2 separate regions of the Pan troglodytes genome follow, and region 1 is linked to region 2. The links are chromatin contacts, called in public Hi-C maps. All regions are on one chromosome and are shown on one strand. Each heading gives the region's core, a stretch centred on a gene start, on an enhancer-like site or on the middle of the called end of the contact. The rest is flanking DNA. Distances are from core to core; before and after follow the strand shown.

The links. Hi-C and Micro-C count contacts between places; a contact is called where the count stands out from the background.
Region 1: a Hi-C map of stem cell-derived neural progenitor cells shows a contact between it and region 2, with 2.2 times the contacts expected there. The contact joins two enhancer-like sites. A contact is called at or near these places in 1 of 7 Hi-C or Micro-C datasets (stem cell-derived neural progenitor cells) and 1 of 1 datasets of contacts at active chromatin or transcription factors (stem cell-derived excitatory neurons).

What each region holds. Positions count from the first base shown.
Region 1 is chr3:170,481,927-170,488,058 of NHGRI_mPanTro3-v2.0_pri, reverse strand. All of the region lies in intron 10 of PALLD (palladin, cytoskeletal associated protein), which reads right to left. Among named protein-coding and RNA genes, the nearest start is that of CBR4, 210 kb to the left of the region's middle. Within about 2 kb of position 2,303, at least 11 of the 24 cell types and tissues checked have an H3K27ac peak or open chromatin away from gene starts, as enhancers often do. A contact at or near this core is called in stem cell-derived neural progenitor cells, where this site is marked.
Region 2 is chr3:170,297,673-170,303,092 of NHGRI_mPanTro3-v2.0_pri, reverse strand. All of the region lies in intron 2 of PALLD (palladin, cytoskeletal associated protein), which reads right to left. Among named protein-coding and RNA genes, the nearest start is that of PALLD, 140 kb to the right of the region's middle. Within about 2 kb of position 3,837, at least 3 of the 24 cell types and tissues checked have an H3K27ac peak or open chromatin away from gene starts, as enhancers often do. A contact at or near this core is called in stem cell-derived neural progenitor cells, where this site is marked.

The sequences.
Region 1 (6,132 bases), core at 1,054-3,553, 190 kb before region 2:
ATTACAACATCACTAACTAGCTACACAAAACTTTGTGACTTATATTTGCTGGATAGGTAAACTCTGAAGCCTCAGTTCTTTCTGACTCTGGAATCCTGCCTCTTGCCTGTAAGCTTGTTCATCATCATCTTTTTTTGAAAGGCATTTATTATTAAAACACACAAAATAAAGATGACAAAAAATCTACCTCTATGTATAACACACTAGCACTATTTCACCATGTTCTTTTCTAGTCCTCAAAACATAGCTATACAGATAGTGTGTAATTTTACAAGGTAACTTTTCGTCATTATTGTATCATTTATCATAAACATTTTTTGCCTTCATAGGCTTAATCATTACCAGTTTTAATTGCTGCATAATATTGCATTGTTGAGATAAGAGAATATTCTGTGTATTTGACTTCTAAATTTTTTGTTTTAAAATTATAAAAAATATGCTATACTAAACATCTTCAGGCTTACACATTTCTTTTCCCATTTTGAGTTACTTCCTCAGGGCAAATACTGAGAAGTATGATTTTGAAGTCAAATACTCTTTTTACCACTATTTATTTATTTATTTGAGACAGGGTCTCACTCTGTTATCCAGGCTGGAGTACATGGTACAATCATGGCTCACACAGTCTTGACCTCCTGGGCCCAAGCCATCCTCTCAAGTAGATAAGACTACAGGTGTGCACTGCCACGTCTGGCTTTTTCGAAATATTTTTTTGTAGAGATGGAGTCCCATTATATTGCCCAGCCTGGTCTCCAACTCCTGGGCTCAAGTGATCCTCCTGCCTCAGCCTCCCAAAGTGCTGGGATTACAGGCGTGAGCCAGCAACCCAGCCTTTTCCCCCTGCTCTTGACATCTATTGCTAAATTGCTTAAAAAAAAAAAAAAAAGTCAACTAGTGAAGCATTGGTAGGATGGAGCTTGGTCATTAAAATGACTATTTGTGGGCATAACACTGTGTCTCATTTTAATTTTTTCTTTGTTTGTGATAATAAACATTTTGTCACAAGCCTGACATTTTCTTGAAGCATGATCAAGGTAGCTTATTCAATAGAGTTTATATTTCAGTTTAAGTGGGAGGCATGTTATTTTTGGACCCAGAATACACTACATTGTAAGATCATCTACATGCCGTGGTCAATCTTTGTGTGTTCCCTATTTTGCACTCCAGTTTAGCTCTCTACCTAAACTCTTCTGGGCAGGTTCTGGTAGTTTCTGATTCAAGTGTGGGCTGTCCAATTTTGTATTTTGCATGAGAACAGAAGGATAGATTTGTTCAACTGCCAATCCTAGAGTTGCCAACAATTTAGTTATTGAGGGCTTTCAAAAGTCTTACCCAGGATGAGTGTCTTCTATTTATTCCTAGTTGTGGACATAAGTAAATTGATTTCTTGGTTAATAGAAATAATTTCTCAATGTTGGTTTTGTAGGACAAAAAAAGGTTGTTTCAAATTATGTTTAGGAGTATCTGAAATTCTCCTTCCAAATCTTTGTTGTCTTCCACCCGTACTGCAAAAAAAGTATCAAAATAAGAGCAGCATTTATCCATAGGATCAGTGACATATTATTGGCCACTGTGGAGAGTTGGGGAGATGGTATTGAGAAGATTAAAACAAGTACTGACAGTTTCTTTGCGTAATTTGCCTCTTTTGACATCTTTTTCAGTAACTATCAACATATTTAAGTTAGACACTGTATCTAATGGACATTTAACTGATTTGTTAAGAGGTAAGATTTTTCTCAAAGGATACAATTATAATTCAGTGTTCAGGACATGTCTGAAAATGGGTTTCCAGATATTTCTGTTGGTTCTTGGAAACTTCCATCATCTTGGGCTAAAAGTTTCATGCATTACACATAAAGGGAATGTGATAGTGCTTCTAATGCACAACTTGCATTTTTCTATCTTTAACAAAAGCATGCTTATTATTGCCACTGCCACTAAAAGAGTTTCTAAACATCTCTTCAGACACATGTCTATAAAAAGCCAACAGAAAGGGATAGATACGATCTGTTTTTCTCACTCCAGCTGAAAGACCAGAGATACTTCTTTCCCTGTTTATTTTGTGGAACAAGTAAAACAAAAATCCTTTGCCCTTTTTTCTTTGCCTATTTTTACTCTCCACAATTGCCTTGAGTCCCTGACACACTTCTATTCTGAAATACTTCAGCACTCACTTCCTTATTTGGTCGCTGGAACTGCTCTTTGTCTTGTTCAAACATTCTGCTAAGCTTGCAGCCTCCCTTCACCCCCGCCCCTTGCCCACCACTCCCCCTTTTCTACACACACACACACACACACACACACACACACACACACACACACACACACACACGGGGCTGGCTCCAACAGGTCACTCTGACTCAGCCTTCTCTGTAGCTCACTAGCCAATCCCCCATCAGTTATGCCCATTTAAGGAGTACCTTTTGGAAACCATAAAGGACCAGAGAGTTTTCAGCTGTTTAAAAAGACTGCTATGTTGCATCACTGGAAGTCACCGCAAAGCATGTATTTCACACAATTGCCTTCATCCTATGGCAGGGTATGTATTAAAAACAACCACCACCAAAAAAAACCCAAAAACAAAACTCCAGGCTGCTTAATTAGTGGTTACTTTATTCCTCAGTGTTTTGGCAGTTAGATTTGGCTGATAGAGGCAGAGTTCACTATCTGGTTAGTTGTCAATGTTCTCTAATCTATGATTCATGCCAAGCACTCCAATCTCATACTTAAAAAATATATATATATATATACACACATACACATATAACATAGGCCTAAGTAGATGTGCCAATAACACAAAGTAAAGCTCTGGGTTCCTAAGCGAAGAACACACATTTTCAATAAATGTTCCCTTTGCTCTCTTGAGTTGAAAACAAGCAGGCATTTGGAGTGCTGAAGGCTATTTTCTGGTTTCTCTGCTCAGATGTGAGTGAGGAAAGCACGGCTCTCTGCATTCCCTATTTAAGAAAGAGCTGTAATGGTCCCATCCAATAACACAGAGCAGTGTTTCCTTACATATAAACAACTGAGAAATTCCTTGGGCAAGCACATAGCCTTTTGGTTCCTGGAACAAAGCGGATGGTGGTATTCATTATGTCAAATAAACACATCATCCACACTCCAAAGGGAAACCTGAAACAATAAGCTGAACAAAGCAGTTTTCAAGGTTTTAATCCTCTTGCAATTAGCCCTTGTCTAACTCAACTGAAAAATTAAGAGTGAGCGATTTTCCCAGAAGAAAGTACCCTTAAGTGATTAAATATCCACAGTTTGTTCCCAACACTTGTTCTGAAAAAGAATTGGAGCTCGTTTTCAGAGGCAAGTAATCTAAACATACAGGATATCCTATCGCTTAGTATTATTTCTCATTTAGCCACCGAAAATGGTCTGTACCTTCCCTCGTCCACTGTGTTAATTCCTGCAGCCCTGTTACTGGGCAGGCATTGGGCTATCCACTCCAACCAACCTTTACAGTTTCCACTTTGATCAGAATAAGCAGCAGATCAAATCCTATAGGAAGCACGTTCTCTCCCTGCCTTGTTACCATTCAGTTGATTTTGCTTATTTGTGTTCACCATGGTGACCAATGTGGAAATAGTGTTTAGCTTATGAAATTCCCAAAGTGTATTTCCCTATTTTATGGAGGACAGTTTTAGACCAGCTTGGATGCATTCTTGTTGGAGGAAGACTCAAATCCTTCTTGGATATAGGCAAGGTGTAAGTGACAAATATACTTTCAACTATTTCCACCAGTTAGAATCTCAACGAGCCTGGATGTGCCTTACAAAGTGACTTGTAGGTTCAAACTTGTTTAGGTTTTAGAGCACATGGAAGTTGTGAATGTTTGCACACTATTACACTTCATTCTATTACAGGAGCACCAAGCAATTCTGCTAAAAGAAAATGATGCTAGTGTATGCCTGCAATATTGAAACAGTCACAAGCATATGTCCATGAGAAATGAAATCTGTCAAAGCCCTTCCAAGTTAATTTTAAAATGTTTACATTTGCTCATTCATCTTGTTCTTGAAAAGAAAAATGACAGAGGTCACTAAAAGATTAAAATATTCGCTGGGCACAATGGCTCATGCCTATAATCCCAGCGCTTTGGGAGGCCGAGGCAGGTGGATCATTTGAGGTCAGGAGTTCAAGACCAGCCTGGCCAACATGGTGAAACCCCGTCTCTACTAAAAATACAAAAATTAGCAAGGCATGGTGGTACACAACTGTAATCCCAGCTACTTGGGAGGCTGAGGCAGGAGAATTGCTTGAACCCAGGAGGTGGAGGTTGCAGTGAGCCGAGGTGGTGTCACTGCACTACAGCCTGGGTGACAGAGCGAGACTGTGTCTCAAAACAAACAAACAAACAAACAAACAGAAAAGATAAAAATAGCCATTGTCTTTTAGGAGAAAAATTTTAAATTGAGAAAATTATAGACATTCGGGAAAGAGGGTCACTGTTCACTTTCAGCCCAGTGTCTTGGGAAGCATCACTGGAGAACTGTTGGAATCAAGAACCTAGTCCAAGACTGGGCTTAGAGACCTGCACTCTCCTGCCATTTTTGCTGCAACGCAGTTATGTCGCTTTTGAGGAAGTAATTTCGTCCTATGAACCTTATTTTCCACATCTATAAAGTACAGACCTCATTTTAAATCAGAATTCCCAACATGGTTCGGTTTCATCCTAACAGAAATTATACAGTTGCTTAAGGCAGTCCATATAATCTATTAATTAATGCATTTCCACCCTCATTGTCCCTGCACTGCTGGTAGATATATTTGATACATAAATTAAGGGATTCAGAATTTCAATTCTTAGTGCAAAAAAATCAGGAATTGGTAGATTGAAATGATTTCAAATAATTTCCCCAAATCTAAACTCCCAAACTTTCAGGACAGTTGGTTCTTATATTTTTGGTGTGTAGCCTTCACACTGATAATTTCCAAATTCAGCCAAAATTTTAGGCTTAGACTCAACCTTTCTCATTGTTTTCTTGGGATCAGTCTCAAACTTTCTGAGACTGGTTTGGAACGTCTCAAAAATGCTGGCAAAATGTATTATTGATAGCGTCTTAATACATTTTTTTGTTGTTGCTTCATCCCACACTGTCTCTATTGAATTCAGAGTTTACTTTAACTTGATTCTATTTCCCATCACTGAAATTCATCCCACTCTCATCTTCCCCTGGGCTCAGGGATATCCTGAGGGATGCTGTGAGGTTCCATAATGAAAAGGGGCTCAGAGATGTGGGGAGAAGGTTTCTTATGCACACATTATTTGGTTATAATAGCCTTTCCAAAGCTACATGAATGATTTGTTTTTTGAGGGAGGTCCAAATATTATACAGATCAAGTTTACCATTTAAAATATATCCAATTATGCGAGACATAATCATACAGCAGCTCACATCTGTAATCCCAGCTACTGGTGAGGCTGAGGCAGGAGGGTCACTTGAGGCCAGGAGTTTAAGACCAGTCTGGGCAACACAGTGAGACCCCCAACTCTAAAACATTTTTTAAAAATTAGCTGGGTGTGGTGGCATGTGCTGGCAGTCCTAGCTACTGAGGAGGCTGAGGTGGGGGGATTGCTTGAGTCCAGGAGTTTGAGGCTGCAGTGAGCCATGATCACACCACTGCACTCCAGCCTGGGTGACAGAGCAAGACCTTATCTCTAAAATCAACCAACCAATCAACCAATCAATCAGATAATGTTATTTTTGTTGTTGTTGTTGTTGTTGTTCTGTAACTGCCTTGCTCCAAAGCAGGGGAAGAGATACATTAAAAGCCCTTCTTTTATAGCCCTTGTTTACCTAGGAAAGTGTTGGGCATGATGTAGAGTGAAAAGCACTAACTTGGAAGTAAAGAAGATATGTTAAATTCCATGATTCCACTAAAATCAATAATACTTTCATCATATAATCTCCTCCTTACCTTCTACAGGCTTGAATTTTTACTGGGAGTTATAATAATTTGAGGAAAAAATACATCACCCCAGTCTTTAAATATGTGGTAGAAAATAGATTCAAATTCATTTCCGCCCCCCCAAAAAAGTACGTTTTTCAAAAGAAAGAAAAATTCCAGACTTAAAGAACCACAGGGACACTGAGCCCTTCTGCAGCAGCATTCCAACCA
Region 2 (5,420 bases), core at 2,588-5,087:
GGAAGGCCTGCCAGGAGATCAACTGCAACTTGAAACCAAGAGGACTGGGGCTGTACTCAGGTAGGACAGGGCCCCAGTTCTTCAGAGCCCTGAAGGTCTGAGAGCACAGCTTTGCCTTGAGACAGCCTTGGTTTCCGCTTTGTCTCTGTTACTTAGTAGCCATGTGATCTTGGGCAAGATGCTTATCTTTGTGAGAATATAGTTTCCAGATAATAAAATAGGGGTAATATATCTACTTCATAATATTTTTGTGAGGATTAAAGATGGTTATGTGCTTGACACATAGTAAGTGAGGATAAACTGCTGTGATTCTGATTTTGGCTTGGGAATGGAATTAAGGCAGAATAAAAAGAAACATCTGTGACCTTGTGGTTTACAGAAAAGCCTGAAATTGGACTCCTATTAATAATGATGTAAACTGTTACACAGCATGCTCATCTATGTCTCCCCATTTGATCCTCAGAATTTTATTTTATTTTATTTTATTTTGAGATGGATTCTCCCTCTGTTGCTCAGGTTGGAGTGCAGAGGCGTAATCTTGGCTCACTGCAACCTCTGCCTCCCAGGTTCAAGCGATTCTCCTGTCTCAGCCAACCGGGTAGCTGGGATTACCGGTACTCACCACCATGCCCAACTAATTTTTGTATTTTTAGTACAGATGGGGTTTCACCATGCTGGCCAGGCTGGTCTCAAACTCCTGACCTCAATCCACCTGCCTTAGCCTCCCAAAGTGCTAGGATTACAGGCGTGAGCCACTGCGCCTGGCTAATCCTCAGAAATATTTAACTTTGAAGTGGCTATTGTTAGCCCATTTCACAGATGAGAAATCAAGACCCAGAGTAGGAAATGCCTTGTCTAAGCTCTGTAAGTTGTAGAGTTGTGATAATTACTTGTCTTCTGATCTCAGTCACTACTTTTTTTTTTTTTTTTAAATAAAAAGTAACATCTATTTCATGGGAGTGACATAGGAAGAACATGGAGACAAATCAGTTTTTAAAATTATAACCGGGTTAGCTGAGCAATGTGAGACTGAACTTGCAACTTGCTGTGCTTGCTGGTAGTTGTCTACTGGTAGTCCCTTGTCCTAGAAAGATTACTAGACACTAACTGGTACACCAGCCTGCTGAGAACTGTGCTGAGAGAGAAGGGAAGACTGGAGTGGGGCTCCTAGGCACCGTCTTCAGGGCGAAGCCCCTTTCACTCCCATTCTGCCACCAACCCCTCCGATACAAGCAAAGTAAGGCTAGGTTAGCATAGCTTTCTGCTTGTCACACCTGCTGAATGAGCAGGATTCTGCCGTTTCTATCTTTAAGTAGAAACATTACCACTGATTTGTAGTCATCGCACTCTCCAGGAGTCCTTAATAAACTTTAAGATCATTACTGAGTCACTTAGCTCTTCTTTTTCTCTTCACAGAGTTACCAGTTTTCTGATCTCTCTTACAGACTTCCTTTCTAACCAGCAAAGCATGCTTGTGACTCTCCTCTCCTACTTCAGATATTGATCTCAGGGCTGAACATTCACATCCAGGGAGGCAAGACTCACTGCTTCTGAGCCCAAGAAATGGATCACCCTGCTGAGCACTGGCTCTGTAGCTCCTCGTTTCTTTCTCACTCCCAAATGCACTTGGACACTCTCTGGGGCCCTTTTCTGCACTGGGACTGTAAGAAAAGGGCTGATATTTTCTTTTCAAAATAGTTTAGATAGAGTCCTTCTGGAAGCAAGGAATATGACTAAGTGATTTCTTAAAGTCCCTTCCAGCCAGTGATTCATCAGACACAGAATTTTAAGCTGGAATGGCCTGTAATTTTCTGGGCCAAATGTCTCATTTTTGCAAATGAGGAGAGTGAGTTCTATAGAGGTTGAGAATTGTGAGGGCTGCTTGCTATGGTGGACAGATCATGAGATTTGAAGTTAGAAGTTCTGGGTTTTTTTGTTTATTTTCTGGGACAGAGTCTCATTCTGTCAGTCAGGCTAGAGGGCAGTGGCACAATAGTAGTTCACTGCAGCCTCGAATTTCTGAGCTCAAGCGATCTTCTCGCCTCTGCCTCCTAGGCAGCTAGGACTACAGGTACCCACCACCACACTGGGCTAATTTTATTTTTTGCAGGGATGGGGTCTCACTATGTTGCCCAGGCTGGTGTCAAAACTCCTGGCCTCAAGTGATCTTCCTGCCTTGGCCTCTCAAAGTGTTGGGATTACAGGCTCATGCTTATGAGCCACCGTGTCTCGCAGAAGTTCTGAGTTTGAGGTCAAATTCTACCACTCACATGCTTTGTGACCTTGAGCAAGTCATTAACCTCTAGAACTCCAGTTTCCATACTTGCAGAATGGAAATAACGCCACCTGCCCTACCTGCTTCCAAATGTGGTTCTGATGATCACATGTCATATTTAGGAAGGAAATGATCAAATGTAATACAGTGCTTTATTAATGTTACATTACTAAGTAGCTGGTTCAAGGTCACATAGTGGCAAAACCAGGATCCTCAATTCCAATGTAGTTTGATTTCCATCATACAATGCTGCCTTCTTGACATTTTTCCAATTCTATAAGATTTTCTCATCAGGTACCACACTAATTTGGTCTCCACATGCTTTCCTTTAAATCCCTGGACACACACACAGACTCAAACTGCGGGAATCCAGGCTGGCTCAGATGGATCACAGACCAGCAACCATGAAGGGTTGGTGGGAAGATCTCAGGCCTTCCATTACATCACAGTCATGGCCCTCAGACCCTGGGTTGATGGCTGCCAAGGGACTGGGCATGCTCACAAACATGCTTTCCATGGCACTTCTCTAGCTAGTGTCATAACACCAAATTGCAAGTTGGAGCTGGCTATCTGATAGCTTGTAATGGACTATTAGACTATGGCATATGCCTTGAGGAGTGAAATAGGATGAACCTGAGCCACAGAGTGAAGTGATAATAGATACTTTAAGTTCATGCTGGACAGAGATTTGGGAACCTGTTCAGAGGTAATAGGTGGTTTACTGTGCCAGTTTGTGGTAGCCCACATAGGAGAGGCAGGAGATGGCTGCTTAGTCTCACAAACGAAGTGTTGCACCCAAGTGTTATGTGTTCCCATGGACCGCTAATGAGAAGGAGCCCCTGGTCTCTGAGCCCTATCATCACCATTCTGGCATTGGAAAAGATCGACCATGCTTTATTTGGCCCCATTATTAATCGTAGGGTATATTGAACCCTTAGGAGGTTGAGCAAAACCATCTCTCCCAGTCAACAAGAGACATGGATACACTGTCAGTACTGATATGCTGTGGCCCTCGGGTACCCTGGGACAGACTGGCCCTTGTCTCTTTCATAACTGATGGCTTCCCAAGCTTGACATGAGAAAGAAAACTTCTTTCAGTTATTGGAGAGAGTTGGGTCTCTTCTCTGGCAATGGTATTTGGCCCTTGAAGAGCACAACAGATAAATCCTACGTTTTCCTGTTTTCTTTAAACATAAAAAGCTTTTCAAACTTTCAGAAATAATGGGGAGGTCAAGCATATAATAAATAGGGAGTACAGCTCTTCGCTCAGAGCAATAAAAAAGAAAAAAAGGGAAAAAAACACTGTGAGCTAGTTCAGCCAACAATTTCCATGTTTAAAAAAAAAGTTCAAGTTGGAGCCATGTGGTCTCAATAAAGTAGTAAAATATATTTTCTTTACCCTACACTTCATATGCCCATAACCTTCCTTTTAAATCATCTCTAACCAGCCCCAAATCACTCTGACCGCAAATCATTTGGTGGCTTTGGTCTCCAGGCGATGGAATGTGCTGGAGTAGACGGGGAGTCGCTACCAAGTGCGCTCTGAGGGAGCCTCCACTCCCCTCGCTCAGGCACACAGACCCCAGCAAAGTTTTGAAAAGGTTCTGCGCTGAGATAGCACATGACATCATAGCCCAATCATTCAGGAAAAAAACTGCAAGGCTGCAGAATAGCACAACATGCCACAAACCACAGTGGGCAGATAAAGTCGAAGAACAGCTTTTCTTACGAAAACATTCACAAATACCACAGGCAGCTGGCAGAGGCACATTTAATTACATTTACAGAAAAACCACTGTATCCATTAGCCCCACCGTCTTTGGGGCTGACCAACAAATGGGAAGGTCACTGAAGCCCGTCTTGGAAATTGAAAAGCCAGGAAAGCTCGAAGTTTATGTCATTACATTTTATAATATGTGTTACGATTAGAAATGACCCAACTGTAAAATCACTTGATAGGCTTTGAAAGGACGTCCAAGTGAACAAGACCTCAATCATAACCTATCTTTAAATGTACAGCTGAAGATTAAATGCAGCCCAAGGTGTGAGAAATCAATTATTCAATTCATGATTAATTTAAGAGACACCGAGCTTGTTCTGAGCATAAACAAAGCTCATGCAACTGCCATCTGCCATCACATCACAGGACCCAGTCTTGTCTCTTGCAAGTGCCATTGGAGCTTTTGTTTATTTATTATTATTATTTTTTTAAGAAACTGTTCAAAGAGCTAAGTATACAGACTTTGAAGGGATGGTAAATGTATTGGATGTGCCTTTAGGCACCTCAGAGAAACAAAGTTCAACATGCATTGGCAAAGTATGATTACAGCTTGATGGAAAAAAATTGTCCAAATAAAAATGCTATTTTACAGAGTAAACATCATCTTACAATAATTGCTTAAGTGGGAGTTTTAAAGAAAACTCTGCAGAACCTTCCATGAGACAAGAGGGATGTGTCTAAAAAGTCTCTTGTAGTTTCTAATTTTAGCCCTAGAGAGCAATCATTGCTATTTCTAGTCTGTGATTTCATTTAAATGAAGGGAGATTTTCAATAGCAAAAAGAAAAGAAAAAAGACTCAGAAAAACCATACAACAAATGTAAACACTGTAGTGATCAAAGTAGGTCTCTTTCCTAAAGGAACAATGAAAAATTATATAGTAGCTATAGACACTCATGTCTACTAGTTATGATCTTTTCAGAAACATGTTATTTTATAGCCTCCTAAGGTATCTGGCAACAATCTTTTCCATCAGACACCCAAGGATAACTTTCCATTTCAGTTGGGGGTGGGTAAGCTCAAATGCATGCTCATAACATCTTCATGTAACCCCTATAACAACCGTGGGGGGAAATGTAAGAGTCTTAGGTTACTGAAAATAACCTGTTTGCCATTATATGGGCAATTATAAGCTGGAACTTGCTTTTTTAAAATTGCTGGGTTCAGCAGAGATTTCCCATGGATTTATCGGCGACAGAAATAAACAAGCATTCCATTGAGCTCCACTTGGAAGTGTGAGAAGGGCTGATAGAAAGTCTTTTTCATCATGTGGACAGGAATTCAACTTAACCTACTAGGATGTTAAATTACACTCCAATATCCTGATGATTTTCTTAATCATCAGAAAGCTGAAATCATGCTGGTCC